Linked DNA regions of Mus musculus: region 1 is linked to region 2. The links are chromatin contacts, called in public HiChIP or PLAC-seq maps. All regions are on one chromosome and are shown on one strand. The core of a region is the stretch at or near the end of the contact, and the rest is flanking DNA. Distances in the headings are between cores, read along the strand shown. Region 1 overlaps St7 (suppression of tumorigenicity 7). Region 2 overlaps Gm4876 (predicted gene 4876).

Evidence for each region. HiChIP or PLAC-seq counts read pairs in DNA pulled down with a chosen protein or histone mark.
Region 1: a FOXA1 HiChIP or PLAC-seq map of pancreatic cancer cells shows a contact between it and region 2. The contact joins two enhancer-like sites. A contact is called at or near these places in 1 of 484 Hi-C or Micro-C datasets (granulocyte-monocyte progenitors) and 2 of 115 datasets of contacts at active chromatin or transcription factors (large pre-B cells and pancreatic cancer cells).

The regions. Positions count from the first base shown.
Region 1 is chr6:17,870,202-17,875,084 of GRCm38.p6, forward strand. The region is part of intron 9 of St7 (suppression of tumorigenicity 7); the gene reads left to right. Among named protein-coding and RNA genes, the nearest start is that of Gm52894, 32 kb to the left of the region's middle. Within about 2 kb of position 1,755, at least 13 of the 459 cell types and tissues checked have an H3K27ac peak or open chromatin away from gene starts, as enhancers often do. A contact at or near this core is called in pancreatic cancer cells, where this site is marked.
Region 2 is chr6:17,117,056-17,121,713 of GRCm38.p6, forward strand. The region is part of intron 1 of Gm4876 (predicted gene 4876); the gene reads right to left. Among named protein-coding and RNA genes, the nearest start is that of Gm4876, 52 kb to the right of the region's middle. Within about 2 kb of position 2,641, at least 28 of the 459 cell types and tissues checked have an H3K27ac peak or open chromatin away from gene starts, as enhancers often do. A contact at or near this core is called in pancreatic cancer cells, where this site is marked.

The DNA of each region.
Region 1 (4,883 bases), core at 505-3,004, 750 kb after region 2:
TGTGCGCACACACACACATGCTTATGCATGCACATATACAAATGTGGTGGTCAGAGAACAAGTTGCTAGAGTCAGTTTTCTCCTTCTACACTATGAGTCCCAGGATTCAATTCAGGTTGTCAGACTTGACAATAAGCATGGCTACCCTCTGAACCATCTCACTGGCTTTCTCGACTATTCTACAAAATAGTTGCTAAATAGATTTGATAACAACAACAAAGATTATGGTCAAGGAAATATGAGATGTTCACAGGTTCTTAGCCCAGCCACAAGGTGGCTATCTAGAAGTATAACAGTTTCCTGGTAAAGCAGGTGTTCCTGACAGCTCATGTCAAGTCTGACTTGCCTACTATAGTTCTAGATGGAGATTTCAAGAAGTTAAGTGGATACGCTCCTCAACAGGCAAGGAGCTTGGGAGTTGTATTAGGTAGTTCTGCATTGCTGGGACAATATTAGCTTAAGGAACAAGTAAAGAATTCTCTGTGGCCATGGCCCCAGACGATTTCAGACCATCATGACAGTGAAGGCGTGGGAGAGTTCATGGAGGTGTTCGTAATGGTAAGATCCTGTGGAGGAAGCCCCTCACTATAGAGGACCAGGAAGCACAAATGGGACCCGAACCAGGGGTCAAGTTAAATACCCTTCAAAGGTCCACTCCTTAGGAGTCCATGTAGGAAATTGGAAAGAGACTTAACAAGAGAGTAATGGTGTAACTGAGGTGCGGTGTACTTTGGTCTGAGCAATTGCATATTTTAACTTTAGTCCAAACCTGACTAGACAGGCTTTGATTAGTCTTTTACAAAGGACATTCACATGGACTGGAATTATGTACATTGAGGGTAATTTGAGGTCAGAAGTGGACTATGCACAGAGAAATGAAAACCTTCAGTGTGTGAACATCTGTTAGCTAGTATAAAGCATACAAAAGGAAGATGTCCTGGTCAGTTCTGTATCAGCTTGATAAAGTCTAGAGGCATTTGCAAAGAGGGCAATTTTGGATGAGAATATTCTTCTGTCAGATTGCCTGTAGGCAAGGCTGTAGTGCACTTTTTTGATTAGTGATTGGTGTTGGAGGGCACAGCTCACTGTGGCAATGCTCTTCCTGGGCAGTCCATCGGGGGTTATATAATAAAGCTGGCTGGGTGTGGAATGGGGAGCAGGACCAGTAAGCTACATTCCTCAATGGCTCCTGCTTCACTCGCTGTCTCTTAGTTCTTGGCTTGGCTCCTGCCCCATTTTACCTTCATGATGGATTGTGATTCAAACATGTAAGCTGAAACGAATCCCTTATTCTCCAAGTTGCTTTTGATGAAGTTGTTTAATGACATCAATAGAAACCGTAATTATAACAAAAGGTATCAACAGGTATTATGGCATACTTATAAGGAACAGGTACCACCACCCAACAGCTAAGTAGAAATCTCCTTGGATGCACTGTGGAGAAATAAAGCCAGCTCTACACTTGCCCTACTAAGTCACAGTTGTGGGAGAAATTCGCTGCAGATGAGTCAATAAACCCAGACTAGTGGTTAACTCATCACGCATCAGATGTGGATGCGTGTGGGGATGTAAAAGCGTGGACACGGGTCCCAGCAAGGTTAACTGGAAATATCAGGGGAGGAAAGAGAGTTGTAGAAGGTGAACTGATTGCAGAGCGGCGTGTAGATGACTGTCACAGCATGGAATATAGCTCTGCATACCATGTGCTGTGGTAAAAGAACCTTCCATTGTAGTTACTTTCCATACTACCTTTTGAAGTGGCTGCCAGAGTATTTGTAAACTCTGACCCAGGTAAGCAAGAGTTAATCTCCTGAGTCATGCTATTTACTGTTGCCCATATGAATGTGGAAGACTGCCAAAAATAGTGATTGCGGTTTTTGGCATGAAAAGCTCTTTCTGACAGAAATTTTTGGTCATTATGTTTAGCTGTTTATTGAGGCCACTCTTGGAACAGGAGACCTATACCATGCCATCACAGAAGGAAAGATACACAAGGTCCTCTTTTACTTGGGCTTGCTTCCAGGTCATTCAAAATATGCACTGAATATCCCAGGCTTATTCTTTATCTCAGGGTGAGGCCACACCAGATCCTAAGCTGTTCAAGATGATATAGAAACATTCTACTCCAAGACTTACCTGGAAGTTTGAGAAAGGTGGCACTCCTTGAGACTCCAGAAAGTAGAGTTTACTATCCAGTCCATCGTTGGGAGAGTTCTCTTGTAGTAACAGAATGGTGGTGCTGTCAGAGCTTTGACTTTGGGAAGGAGAGCTCTTAGATATTGTACAGTAAGTAAAAAATTCTCACTGATGGAAGAAGAGAACATGGGTGATTCTGGTTCTACGTGAGGAGCAAGCACAAGGGGACATTCTATTCTGAAAGTATTTTTCTTAGGACTCTGAATACACAGCTTATACTGATTGCTGAAAATTTTAATGTTCAGACAATGTTCCTTGTCTGGAACGAACAGAGCATCATTTTTACAGGAAGCAGATAATTATGTAAGTAACCCTTTAACCCTTTGGGCTGGTGAGATAGAACATTTACTAGAAGACCATGGTCATGCCTGCAACTGGCGCTGTATGTGGATATGCATCCCTCCAGTGAAGAATCAGAGCTTTAACCAACATCTGGGCACATCAGGCTTGATCATGTGACTTTTGAATAGGTGTGGCTCCATATTTGCCTTTTAATTAACTGTAACAGTGACATTTCCTTACTAATGTATGTGGAGGCTGCATTCGATAGTCTCTGTGTGAATGGAATACCCCCGTGCTCTGAGGACTCTCTAAGTACTTCATCCTTCCCTTTCTCCAGTCATGCAACGTAGTGTCTTTTCTATTTTCTATTTATGCCTTTATTTGAAACTGATTAAAAATGTCAAACTTGCAGCTCTAACAAAATAATATCTGCTGTTTGAATATAGTACAGGCCAGATTGTCTAAACCTTAATTAGGCTAAGCTTGACTTAACCTCAGTGGGAAGCTGGCTGAGGCGCTATGTTAATTACCTTTGCCTTAAACTATGTAAGAGTTGTCCTACTCAAGGAACAGTACATGGATGCTAAAATAATAAAATGTTTAAATAGATGCAAATTAAACTTGAAAAGTTTAAACTGTTGTTTTCATCCTGTAAGTCAGCTAAGAAATAGCATACAGACTGTGGTTCTAAATTATGTCCACAGAGCATTTCAAATCCATCGAATTAACTCTCCTTCTTTGTCCATTTGAGCTCATAAATGTTAACTTCAGAAGTGCTTCAGATTCTTCCATTGAAATAAACTTGAACTGACAATAGCCAGATGATGTAAAATTGGAACTGAAACTCTATCCATGGCCCATCCCATGTTCTTCCTCATAGGTATTGGAGGACTCATAGGAAAGCTAGTGTTTTCATTCTACAGAAACTGGAATATTTAGGCAAAGTGGGGCATATAAATTTCTTGCTGCCAGGAAAAAGCAATTAGCAGTGAGGGAAAGACAGAGGGAAATAAATAAACAGAACTATGCTAGATAGTGAGTGAATTTAAGGATTTGTTTAGAATGACTTGGCTTATAGAAAATATGCCTCAACATTTATCATATGCTTTCATTCAAGCCTGATGTGGGAACTGTAGCCTTTTCTTTCTTTTTTTTTTAAATATACTTTTAATTTTATTTAGCCTTTTCTTAATAGGCAAATTATGTCACCAAACCCTTTTTGTACTTTATTTCTAAATAAATAAATAGAGATAGAGTATATGCTGTACTGTAAAGCCAATATACCAGATCTAAACAAATAGCATATCAGAAATTCAATATAGCCATGCCAATATTGTATAAGGATGATGGCTTCCTACTTGGCTGGGCTGGTGTATGTGTCCTGTGAACCAGGTGCTGCTCCTCTCCTGCTGATGAAACCGTGAGCTCAGCCCAGAAGTGCCACTGCTTGGGAATGCAAACTCATATGTATGGCTGAAACCAGGAAACCATGCTCTTGATTTCTGTAACATGCCTTCTCTCCAACAATTAGCCCTTTTATTTTGAAGACAATGGGCTATGGGGAATGAGTGGGGCTGTCAATGCAAGTCTGGAAAAGATATAACACTCAAGACACACTCAAAAAAATTTTATTAACTAGTCTTACCTAAGTCTAACCCCAACCTCACCTCTAAGAGTTAAATAGGGAAGGGACTTACCCTGTGGTATGCTTACCTCCAAAATACCTTTCCAGATGAGTTAGTAATGTATGGAGTTCGTCTGTCAGAGGAGTTCGCTCAGTGAACTTACTTTCTCAAAGTGGGAAGTGAGGAATTGGAATTATAGGTTGTGTTCATGGAGGTTACCAGGATCAGGTATTGGACATAATTGTAAAAACTTGGAGTATAGACTATATAGGATCCAATTGTTTCAGGAGGAAGTATTTATTCAGATACTACTACTACTACTACTACTACTACTACTACTACTACTACTTCTTCTTCTTCTTCTTCTTCTTCTTCTTCTTCTTCTTCTTCTTCTTCTTCTTCTTCTTTTTGGCAGCATCTCACTTTGTAGACTAGGCTGGCCTTTACATCACAAAGATCTACCTGCCTCTGCATAAGGGACTGGTGTCTGTGCCACTACCCTGAACTGAGGCCCCCTCTTGACAGACTAGCAACACGTTAAGGAGCTGCCGGGCGTGGTGGCGCACGCCTTTAATCCCAGCACTCGGGAGGCAGAGGCAGAGGCAGGTGGATTTCTGAGTTCGAGGTCAGCCTGGTCTACAAAGTGAGCTCCAGGACAGCCAGGGCTACACAGAGAAACCCTGTCTCGAAAAACCAAAAAAAAAAAAAAAAAAAAAAAAAAATACAGAATTAAACCCTCAATGTAAAGCAACAATTTTCCACCAGAAGTCAATTAGACAA
Region 2 (4,658 bases), core at 1,391-3,890:
AAGAGGTCACCTGTCACGGAGAGGGAAGTTGGTTGTCTATGAAGAAGCAAGCCCCATCAGACCCACAGTCTTGATTTGGGGTTTTCAATTACAGAACTGTGAGAAGTGAATTTTCATGTTTTATAAGCCCACCAGTCTATGACATTTTGTTATAGTAGTCCCAATAGATTAAGACAACACATGCATCCTCAGAAGAAAGAAGAGAGAGGAAAGAAGAGAAAAAGAGCTTGGGAGGAAAAGGCCATTGGAAAAGGCCATTGCACTCCTAAGCAAGAATCAGAGTGGCCGGAAGGAAGGAGGCAGCATAGTGGACAAGCCTGAATCCCAGAAGGAAGGAGGCAGCATAGCGGACAAGCCTGAATCCCAGTCATGCAAACGGAACCATGTGTATTCAGTAAGGCCAGGCCTTGGATACCAGCACTGAGGCAGAAAGGTGCATGGATTAAACACATTGGTGATTTACTCCAAGTCACATTATGGAAATCAATAAAAAAAAATCAATGAAAATCACATTAAGGAAAGAAAAGAACTTTCCTTTGGAATCACCTAACTAAGTGATTTGAATTCTCTACTTTGCGTTACCTGTGTCTTATGTTTTCTTTCTGTCTGCTATGAGTCTGAATCTGTACTTGCCTGAGAATACTCTCCTGTGAATCTTTCGGTTGCGTCTATGTGTCTGTCGCTGTGTCTGTCTCTTTGTGTGTCTGTGCCCATCAATGGTTCTCTATTGAACAGTATAGAAATGTCACATGGTATAAAGGAATGGCACCCTTTCAGAAATGTTTAACAGAATTTCACTGGAGGTTAAGTCACTGGTTTCAACTGACCCAGAAAACAAGCAGCATCACAAATATCATCATTTATCAACTAGTATCTACATGTTGCATTCAACATTTACAGTGGATATTCATTTTTAGAAGATTGCTCTCAACCTCTGTATCTGCTGCCTTTAGCAAATGACACACATGCATTTTTCTGGGCCAGGGGCATGGAAGACCATGTAATTTAAGATTACATTTATAGTATAGCTTAGGTTTTAAATGTTGATTACATAGGAAATCCAAAGCAAATGAGGCTGGTTGCTACATTGTTTTCTTAAAGTCAGGTTAAGCAAGCAAGTTGAATGTACAGGAGGCTATCAGTCTTAAGTGACCTCAATGGGTATTATTAATTCTGACTGTGAGACCCAGCAAAGCTTCCAGTCTCTTAGAATGTGAGCTATTTCATAATATTGTATCACCACACAGAAGTACTCAGATCTCTATGTTCCTGGTCTAGATAGAGTCTTCCAGGTCAGCTAGGGCTATACATGAGAATCTGGTTCAAAATAAAAAAGTGACAATTTTGGTGGAAGCTGTATGAAACATTTAATTGCTTAATATTTTGCAGTTTTTTCTACATATTTCACATTTCATTTAAAAAGAACTTAAAAGTACCTGAATAACCCCACTGTCACTTGTTATTTTAAAGATATTTGTTTGTTTATTTATGTGTATATGTATTTGTGCCAATATGAGATGTGAACTACATACATGTAAGTGTCTGTGGAAGGCAGAAGGCATCAGATCTCCTAGACTTATCTATGCCTGGGAGCCATCTGATATGGGTTCTGGGAACCTGTCCTTTACAAGACAAAAGTGCTCTGAAATGGGGTGCCATCTCTCCAGCCCTAAGATTTGTCTTTAAAAAAATCAAAGTCAACAAATAAAAAACGTGTTGATTCTGCCATTTCCAGATGCAGGGCTCATTTTGAACCAAAATCCATAGACTCGGGGCACAAATACAAGGGAGGAAAATTAGCTATGTCTGGGATGTGTTTCTTCAGAATGCCATGTTGCTATATTGAGGCAGGGCAAGCTGGGAAAGTGTGAGTAAGTTTATGAAAACAGAGCATTGGAGTCTGAAACTTTTTCAGACATCTTTACATTGATAATCTGGACTTGCTAATGGTTTTAATTAGCCAATATCTCTACATTCAAACTACAGCAAAGTTCCAGCCTTAGTGGAGGCTTCATTGAACATATGTTTTTACTATAGTTTTTTTTTTTAATGAGCGAGCCACTCCTGAAAAGAACCCTGACACAATGACACATATTTGTTTATATAAAATATTCAGATATATTAAGTAACTTGTCCTCAATGCAGTGCTTAGTAGGATTCAGTCACTACAACCTGCTGTGTAAGACATGAATGGGAATGAAGGGGAGGTGGTCTATGGCCTCAAACACCAACTGAAAATGATAACATGTTAGGTTAGTATTTAAAGTTGCTTGAGAAAATCAACCTTGTCTTCTAAACTTTCCTAAACTTCATGTTTGACATGAATTTGTATTCCAGGAGCTGGTTTGCATACAAGTTTGATTAAGATAAACAACACTACAGTGAAAACACTTGCTTTAATATAGACTGCCCTTTTGCCTAAAACTAATTTCATTAGAAAAAGGGAGAACACTAATACCAAAATAGATTACATTAGCTAGGCTAAGCAAATGTCGGGGTTTCCAAACCTCTGGGTATAAAAATGAACAGTCTCAAAGTGTTTTGTTGAAATAAATATTATCTCAATCTTGTGTACATAGGCAGTTTCCCTTTTTTTCCAAGGCCAAATGGTGGATATTTTAGCATGACTCATTTGTTGCAAAATGCCAGAGATACCTTCCCACCAGTCAGTGACTCACACTAACATGTAAACATCTCATGCACAATTTATTTCCACTTCTTGGAGCAATTATTGGAATTAAGCGGAGCAGCAGTTGCTCTACTGTCCTTACTGAATTTAGATGCTGATCAAATAATATCAAGATGAGTATCTGGCCATGCTGCCTGGGTTTGAAAACAACTGCCTCTTTTGAAAAGTTCTTGGATGAGGTCCTAGTCCTTTTCGTGTCTTCCGTGTCCATTTTTAAAGTGGAGCAATGAAAGCAAGCATCGTGAGAGTGGCCACGTGCTGGGGCTTGTGCATTATGAAGAGCAAAACTAACCCCATCTACCAGGTAAACAGCACCATGGGAGCTGGGCCACTCCAGGGCCCAGAGACCAATCAGATGCCACTTATATCTGAAAGGTCAGGCTTGGAACTTCTCAACCACAGCCTTGACAGGGTTTCTTGGAGGGGAGAGCTCTACCAGCACTGTTCACAAATAGAAGTTCTAGAACAGATGTCCTCGGGGCCCCTGCTGTGATCACTGTCAGTTTTGCAGTCAAGCTGCATGTCTGGAAGTGAGTGTGGAACACTGCTTGTTTTCCACTTAAACATTATTGTGGTCTGGCCCAGAAGGAAGAAGTCTTTCTTTCTCATCTCCTGATCTGTTTCAAGACTACTGGAGTCTACATGCCAGCCAGTGCTGTAGCCCATTATTTTTCTTTGTAAAAAGTTTCAATAACTTATGACCACAGGCCTTCTTCTGAAAAGTCCTCATCCTGGTTCCTCGAAAGTGTAATCTGAGGTCAAGAACATCCATGTTATCTATGGATGTGGCATTCTGTGTAGACTCATGCACACAGCCACCAAGACCACATTCAACCCATAGAGCAGAAAATTAGAGACTGTAGAGCATGTTTAAAATGTTCAGTATGTATGTACTTTGCTAAAAGCTTTGAGGAAGTGTCATCTCCCATCATAGCCTCTTCTGAGCAGTTCTAACAGAACAGAGTTTACCTAGGAAGCAGTAGATATCAGAAAACAAGATAATTTAAGGCTACCCCAGCATGATCTTGGAAGACCATCCTCTTAGATGGCCAATATGATCTCTCTGCACCAAATAAAATATGTATGCCTAGCTTTTACATCGTCAAACTTTTACATATGATAATAGGAGATAAAGGCTTCAGGGCATGTTCAAAAAGGTTAAATTACAGAGACAAAGAGCCAGCAATAGAGTAGTGGCTCATTGGGCTTAAAGGAAGGAGCTATAGGGGGCCAACAGTCACGTCCGTGGACAACAGGAAATTTCTGAAAACACTTGTTGATCCTCAAAAAGAACTGTGTTAGAGTTCTCAGAGAATCAATAAAATTGTAGCTTGAGGCTCAGTGGTAGAAAAAGGAGAGACAGGCTGTGGGGACACAGAGAGAGATCAGATGTTAATTTGGCATATGTCTGTGAACCTCCATACATACCATCCTTGTTCTACTTTCTTAAACTTAATAAGCATTCTGATTATATAGAATTACTTCAGTGTACCAGAACTGTGTTACTGTTTTTTCTTTTATGTGTATATATATATTTTCTTGGATTTGAACTTCTTGAACTTTTTTTGTACAATACTGTTCTGCTTAAAACTTTGCTTTCTTGGCTTCCTAATGCCATTCTATTATTGTATGCCTTAGTATTTTAAAATAGTATTTTACAAATAAGAACATATAAAACACTATCATGAAATTATCTCCTTCTAGACTGAGTTCTTCATTTCATTTTGTTTGCCACAGTTCTCACTATATGGGTGATGGGTCTGTTGCACATTCAACTCTTACAGGCTTCTGTGGGTCTGTACATGTTGGCATTAAGCCTTAACAAAACCATCCAAGAGTACCTTGTCACTCCACACCTTTCCCTGGGAAATGTTGGTGAATGTTGTCACTTGGGGAACTGCTACGTTGACTATGCATTGGGTCTGAAGGGTGAGATTAGGACTATAACTCTGGCCCCAACAAAATCAGT